2 separate regions of the Macaca mulatta genome follow, and region 1 is linked to region 2. The links are chromatin contacts, called in public Hi-C maps. All regions are on one chromosome and are shown on one strand. The core of a region is the stretch at or near the end of the contact, and the rest is flanking DNA. Distances in the headings are between cores, read along the strand shown.

Region 1 (3,767 bases), core at 1,036-3,535, 460 kb before region 2:
AATCATCAGTACTTATTTTAGATACTGTCCTGGAAAAAAAAAACATAAAACATGTTATACTACTGAAAGAGCTCTCCCTGCCTCTAAAGAATGAGACTTAGTGCTTACTATCTCTTAAAGAGAGTGCATTTTTGTAAAGTTTTACAACTTGCCTTGAAAGCCATATGCTCCAGAAAGTGTGCTGTTCCATTATTCTTCTCATTTTCATATCTACTTCCAGCATCAATCCAGAGTCCAACCTTAATGCAATCAACGAACAATTAAATAAATCCATTTTATTTATTTGAGGTTGCAGGGAACAGTCTCCTTCCTTTTTCTGACAAGTGCTTTCTGGTCTTAACACTAAGATTTTCTTGATCTGAGTGAATTAATAGTTCATTCCTATGAACCATGAGATTTAAAAATTTTGATCAGGATACTGCTGGGTGCTACAAGTATCTACCTGCCACCTTCACTGAGGATTCTTTGCCCAACTCATTAACCCAGCCAATTAATAACCGTAGTATCAAGAACATCAGAAACTGTCAGAAAACTTTGGTTGAAATCCTGGCTCTGTCACGTATTAGCTAAGCAACCTGAACAAAACCATTTAACTTCTCCCACTTCCTTAACTATAAAACAGGTGTGAGGACGCCCACTACAAAGAATTGCTTTTTAGCAAATAAGACATCAGTAAAAACACCTGGCAGAGTAGCCCTGCAAATATACCTCTTTCATTATTATCAATACTACTAACAATAAATAATCCATAATAAGCTACAAGAACAAGATGCAGACAAGGCAACAGGATCCATATGCACCCTGTAACTAAGTATCACTGGAACAAAAGGTTCACAACTCATGGAAATCTGTCAAGGCAAAATAACTGCCACCCTTTTTGAACCACCAGCCAACAAAGAAACTAAAGACTAAAATCAACAATTTGCTACACTAAATGAAGGGTCACTTAGAGAAGGTTGCCTGAGTCACTTACTGTGCATGTTGAGAGCCCAGAGTCTTCCGAAGCCACTCTGAGTCCGCTTTCTAAACATGTTACTCTTGTTTCAGGAACATTCAGAACAACTTGGGTAGCAGCCTGTGTACTTCGTAATCTGTTCTCTCCAAAATATAATGACTGGTTGGGGGTAGGAAGTGGAAGAGACAAAGCAAAACGCATTATCAATCTGATATTAAATGTTGACTTTAAAACCAAATCTATGTTAAACAGGCTCTCTCTATAAAAGAATCTTTCTTCTTGAATTTTGGTTCCACTGGGATCTCTGCCTGGCCTAGAAACGTGTCACCAGCCACTGTCCTAGAGCCAGCAACGTGATTATAAACATGCCCTTTCCTCAGGGAAGATGAGCAGTTATTATCATTACCCAGAGAGAAACTGACTTTATTTCACTACCTCTCCTAGAAATGTTTTATATTCATTATGCAGAAAACAAGCAGGGAAAAAAAAAAAAAGGAGAGAAAAGATGTAAAACTACCTACACACAAGACAGAACTGACACTCGGGTTTTCATTGTTCAAGAAAAGCAACAGGGTTTGGAAATGGTTTTTAAAAAAAAAAAAAAAAAAAAGAGGATAGGAAGATGGGCCGGATTCAAAATGCACCTGACTGGCTTGTCGGCCAGGAACTATTCGTCTTCCAGCAGTTTTTATTTGCCCTTATACAAAAGTCTCACATCTCTTTGCTGAAAGTCAGAGGCTCGCTCATGAGAAAAATGCAAATACATACAAAATTTTACTTCAGCGATGTCCAGGTTAGCGGGAAACCCAGCTGAGGACGAAGTTCAGTCATAGGCTAAAACAGAACTCTGGAGCGGTAACCATATTTCACTTTTTAGTTTCCCCCAATTTGCCAGCACTACGTTTTTAGTGGTCAAACATGCACTCCTCAGTAGCTGGCGGGAGGAGCCGAAAACCAGGGTCATCCCACACGTCACTAGCAGGTCTCCTGGCGGGTAGCCACAAGCCAGCCACCCCGGCCAGTTCAGCAGCCCCAGGCCGCCTGGCGCCCAGCGGGTCCAGGTCGAGGAGGCCCTCCCCGACCCCGCTGTTCGGATCTGTAGCGCCGACTCTCAGGTGCGCTGCGCCGGGTGCCGCGAGAGAGGCCAGAGCCCGCCCGACTGGGTCTGGCCCCAGGCAGCGCCCAGACAAACAGAGGGAAGCTCACCCGTCCCGCAGCGCCGCGGATCAGGAGACTCTCGCTGAAACCCCAGAGCCGCCGCCGCGCCGCGGGTAACAACATAACTCGAGCCGCCGCAGCCGCCATTTCTGCTGGAAAGAAGGCGGAGGATGGAGGATGTGCTTCCGGGGTCGCGACCTGAGGTCCCAGAGCAGGAAGGCGGCCTCCACCTTGTGGCCGTGATGGGAATGACACTCCTCGAAGCTGTCGTGAAAGGAATGAGGGCTCGACCATGATGCTGAGCGGTCTTTACCAAATGAATTGGGGAGTCTGTAGAAGCCCCTGTATCATCAGTTATTTTGTTGATGGCCTACTAACTGCAAGGCACAAATGCGGTGGAGTGAAAGATAATCTATCTCACTGGTGGATGGAATTGATTGAAAACAGTGGAATAGGCTGGGCGCGGTGGCTCAAGCCTGTAATCCCAGCACTTTGGGAGGCCGAGGCGGGTGGATCACGAGGTCAGGAGATCGAGACCATCCTGGCTAACATGGTGAAACCCCGTCTCTACTAAAAATACAAAAAACTAGCCGGGCATGGTGGCGGGCGCCTGTAGTCTCAGCTACTTGGGAGGCTGAGGCGGGAGAATGGCGTGAACCCGGGAGGCGGAGCTTGCAGTGAGCCGAGATCACGCCACTGCACTCCAGCCTGGGAGACACAGCGAGACTCCGTCTCAAAAAAAAAAAAAAAAAAAAAAAGAAAACAGTGGAATAATATCCACAAGTCACTGCCTTTAAAGGAAAAGTCTACTGGGAAAGACAGATGCGGTGAGGGGAGGAAAAGATGTATCCATGTTGACCCCTATTCACTCTTCGAACCTCTACAGTATGGCTCATCCCATTCCATAGAAATTGCCCTTGGTAAGGTCACTAACTGCTAAAAGTTGGACACTTTACAGACTTATGTTACAGTCCTGTTGGAGGATTTTGCATCGTTGGCTTCTTTGAAATTCTCTTTTCTCAATATATTCTAGAGCTCCACCTCCTCGTAGTTCCCTCTGCACTTTCTTGGACTCCTCCTTATTCATATATATATATATATATATATTTTTTTTTTTTTTTTTTTTTGAGAGGGAGTTTCACTCTTGATGCCCAGGCTGGAGTGCAATGGTGCAATCTCGGCTCACTGCAACCTGTGCCTCCCGGGTTCAAGCAATTCTCCTGCCCCAGCCTCCCAAGTAGCTGGGATTACAGATGTGTGCCACCACGCCTGGCTAATTTTGTATTTTTAGTAGAGATGGGGTTTCACCATATTCGTCAGGTTGGTTTCGAACTCCCAACCTCAGGTGATCTGCCCACCTCAGCCTCCTGAAGTGCTAGGATTACAGGCGTGAGCCACTGCTTCCAGCCCACAGATCTCTCAAGGAACTAAAAATTGCAAATGTTTTTCTAACTCAGGTAGGTGCTGTTGTGCTCATTTTGCAATTAAGACACTGAAGTCAAATAAATAACTTGCCCCAGGTTACCCTGCTAGTAATAGGTAAACTCCAAAGACTGTGCTGTGAAACACTACATTTTGCCCTAAAAGTTGGCGTTTGCCAGGACTCGAGTCCTCTTCTACTGAACAGTCTCCCTCTGGGCTTTTCCCTCCACTT
Region 2 (3,515 bases), core at 789-3,288:
GTGAGAAGGTCACTTAAAACCGTGAAGTCGAGACTGCAGTGGGCCATGATTGTGCCCCTGTACTCCAGCCTGCGTGAAAGAGTGAGTGAGATGCAGTCTCAAAAACAAACCCCCACAAGATTGTGGACAAATGGAAGTGGTATATGAAGAAAGTTTGGAAAATAAGGAATCACAAATGCCATCCTTGGCTGTCTATTTAAGATGTAACTGCAGGCATCTCTGTATACAAATTTTAAAAATTAAAAACACTGATATTTAATTTGGAATTAACATAAATATTGATGATTTCTCTTAAAGTAGACAAGACCCACCCCACCCCACTGGATTCCTGAAACCACAGATAGTACCAAATCCTATATATTCTATGTTTTTTCCTATATACATATCAATGACCAAGTTTAATTTATAAACTAGGCATAGTAAGAGATGAACAACAATAATAGAGCAATTATAACAATATACTGTAATAAGTTATATTACTGTGATCTGCCAAAATATCTTAATATTTTCCTACAACAGTTGAGGCAGGTAACAAACTGAGAAAGCCAAATGGTGGATAAGGGAGGACTACAGTATCTGCTATTTGGTGCAACTGTAAGCATTATAAAAGATGATCTTAAAAATGCTAAATGCTATTATTATTATCATCATCATCAATATCTTCCTTCAGTTGCAGGAAGAATGACAGTCTGGGGAGCCCTTCCTAGAAAAGTGTGTGTACACAGTGGCTTGCCATTTAGGAAATAACGCAGAACCCAAAAACCTAGGAAAGGTTATTTTGCAGGCATTATTATTGAAGTTTCCTAGGCAGGCTTACTATGTGTTTTTCTTCAAAGCTTGCTACTCATGGAAAACTTAGGCCAAAAAGAATGGAAACATAACAGTAAGAAGCTGGGCGCCTGTCTCAAACCAAATACTCAAACCAGGTGATAAACGGAACATCCTATTGACAGGGCTGTTTTGGGACACACCCCCAGGCTGTGAGTAAGGGGAAATGTAGATGGACTGCCATACCATTGAATGAATTGTCAAGAAACTTCAACCTTGAAAAATAAGCCAGTTTGCTAATGACAACGGGATAAAGGAGAACACAAGCGGCTCCAGAAATATAATTTGACCTGGATTATACCAAATCATGTTTCCATTCGATGTATAAAATTTCTATAACAAATTTTTAGTTAGGCAACCTAATTTTTAAATACTACTCGGATACTCAAGAATAGAACAGAGGAAAAGGTGCATTTCCGAAGGTGCCAACTGTAAATTAGGTTTAGAAAGCCAGGACCAATTAAAAGTGCAAGTCGACCAAATTTAGTAAGTTCACTGTGCGTGCCCTGGGACCCAAACCCGTTTTCACTTCATTTCACTTGCCAAACTTCAGGGGCGCGTTCACCTCCACGAACGCCTGGGGGTCGATAGTGTCAGACAAAATGGCCATCTCCTCCAGAGCCTCGTCGTACTTCACCTGCAGGCCGTCCAGGCCCCGCGCGCTGCCCTCCACGCCACACACCGCGACCAGCACGCGGTCGCCATCCGGGTAGGTGAGGGGGTCCAAGGGCCTCACGGCCAGGTGGCACGGGAGCCGCGCCCGCAGCCGACCGAACGGGCTCACCTGCAGCGTCCACTCCTTTAGAGTCCGGCGCGCCGGGCCAGGCGGAGGGACCTCAGCCTCCGATCCGGGCCAGGGCTTGCCCCGACCTGAGCCGTACGGCCTGGCTTGGCAAGCCCAGGAAGCCCAGCGCCCAGTGCCAGCCCACAATCGGACCTGACGGAGACAGAGACGGAGGCAGCCAAGCTCCCAACCTGAGCAGGGGGCAAGCATGGCGCGCCCCTCTCTCCAGTCCTTAGAACACTTCAGCTACAGGGAGGGTCACTTGCCACGGCCAATCGACTTGGCCACTATGCCGCCTCAAGTCAAATAGGAGACGTCTGTCAGGGTTTGCTGAAGCAAGAGGGAGCCGGTTCGCTTGACTAGGCAATTTAAACATCAGCCACGCAAGCCCCAGAGGCAAGTTGCAATTTGAAAGCTCTAAACTCTGACCCGGACTCCTAGCCTACGCCCGCCCCTTTCGCTAAGGCGGACGGGATAGGTAGTTGTAAAGGGGTGGAACATCGCAGAGCTCTGGCATCTTAGAAACCACATATCCCAGGAGGCAATGCGCAGGGGAGCCCGGGTAAAAGGGCATGTGTTAGACTCCCTGGGAAAGGCGGGCGCCCTTTGCCTCAAGACCATTGGCTATTGGAGGGGCGGTACATAGGAGTCCAACTGGCCAATGGAAAGCACGAAAGGGGCAACGTGGGTAAAGCTGCGCGGTCACCTTGGATACCAAGGACGCGACTTCTTGTTTGGCGAGGGTGGAGCTTCGAAGTGAGACCCAGGAGGCCAAATCCCAAAAAGCCTAAAATAAGGATCAGGACCAAGGGAAGGGGTAAGAAACTGCGCTTTTTAAGATGACAACTAGGTGCAAACTAGGAGTAACCTCTGTGGGTGTCAAGACCCATGCTTCACTAACCTAGTGCAGGCGTCTCCAGGGGATAGAGAATGCCTTGGCAAGAGAGTAAAGAGCCTTTACTCTTGGTGCTTTTTGAGGGAATTGCCTCTTTGGAAGTGTATTCCCTCCTATATTTCAAATATAGGAATAGAGTACTGGCTCCTTCCTGACCCTAAGTGACCTTACTCTTTGGGTTTTAATTTGCTCACTTTAAAAATGAAGATAATAATACTTGCCTTGCCTTGCCTCAAAGGGTTTTTGTAAGGATCAAGTAAGAAAATGGATGGGAACGTGGTGCACAGTCTACAAAATTACCGTGTAAAGTACTGCATTTTTATTTCAACGTACTTAACATTGATTCTGAGTTACCAAGAAAATTATGAGAGATCAGAACTTGTTTTGAGAATAGCATTGATCTCTTTGACTACAAATGATCCTCAGTTTTAGAGTGTTTAAAAACAAAACAAAAAAAAGACACAAAAAAGGGAGTTACCATGGTGCGGTGGAAAGAACAGGGACAAGGGTCAGATTATTTTCCTGGCTCTGCCACTGCTTCATCTGTGTCACCTAGACCTGTTTCTTTAGTTTTAAAATGAAGAAAGATGGTTCTCAATGACCCTACAAGGGGTGTGTGTGTGTGTGTGTGTGTGTGTGTGTGTGTGTGTGTGTGTGTTTACCTTGTATAATTCTATGGGAAGTAAAGTAATGGGAACAGAAAGACTTATTTTCTTCTTTCCTGCCTGGTTTCTCTCTCCCCTTCTGTGCCGCTACTTCCTCCTAAAATTTATTCCCTAAATTATTTAGCCAAGACACCTGCAAACACTAACGTTTCATAAAATGCAAGTGCCTTAAAAAATTGAAGCTCTTGCCCAAGTACAATGACTAGAATTCCTGGGGCAATCGTGATAGACAGACTGGGCTAACGCCCTCCTGGGTACAAGTCTAAGGTACTCTGCCAGCCACTATCTTTTTAAAAATTCAGTGTTTTCTTAAGTTATGATTGCCTCTTTTCTGTCTTTCTAG

Evidence for each region. Hi-C and Micro-C count contacts between places; a contact is called where the count stands out from the background.
Region 1: a contact with region 2 is called in a Hi-C map of fetal cortical plate, with 4 times the contacts expected there. The contact joins the promoter of PMPCB here to the promoter of FAM185A in region 2. A contact is called at or near these places in 2 of 14 Hi-C or Micro-C datasets (fetal cortex germinal zone and fetal cortical plate).

Annotation. Positions count from the first base shown.
Region 1 is chr3:142,898,046-142,901,812 of T2T-MMU8v2.0, reverse strand. It overlaps PMPCB (peptidase, mitochondrial processing subunit beta), which reads right to left and starts at 2,285. Exons shown (of 13, transcript XM_028846146.2): 1 at 2,162-2,285; 2 at 974-1,114; 3 at 153-239. The coding sequence starts at 2,260.
Region 2 is chr3:142,436,543-142,440,057 of T2T-MMU8v2.0, reverse strand. FAM185A (family with sequence similarity 185 member A) reads right to left here and starts at 2,038. Exons shown (of 9, transcript XM_028846143.2): 1 at 1,372-2,038. The coding sequence starts at 1,822. It overlaps CCDC146 (coiled-coil domain containing 146), which reads left to right and starts at 2,329. Exons shown (of 17, transcript XM_077997122.1): 1 at 2,329-2,429.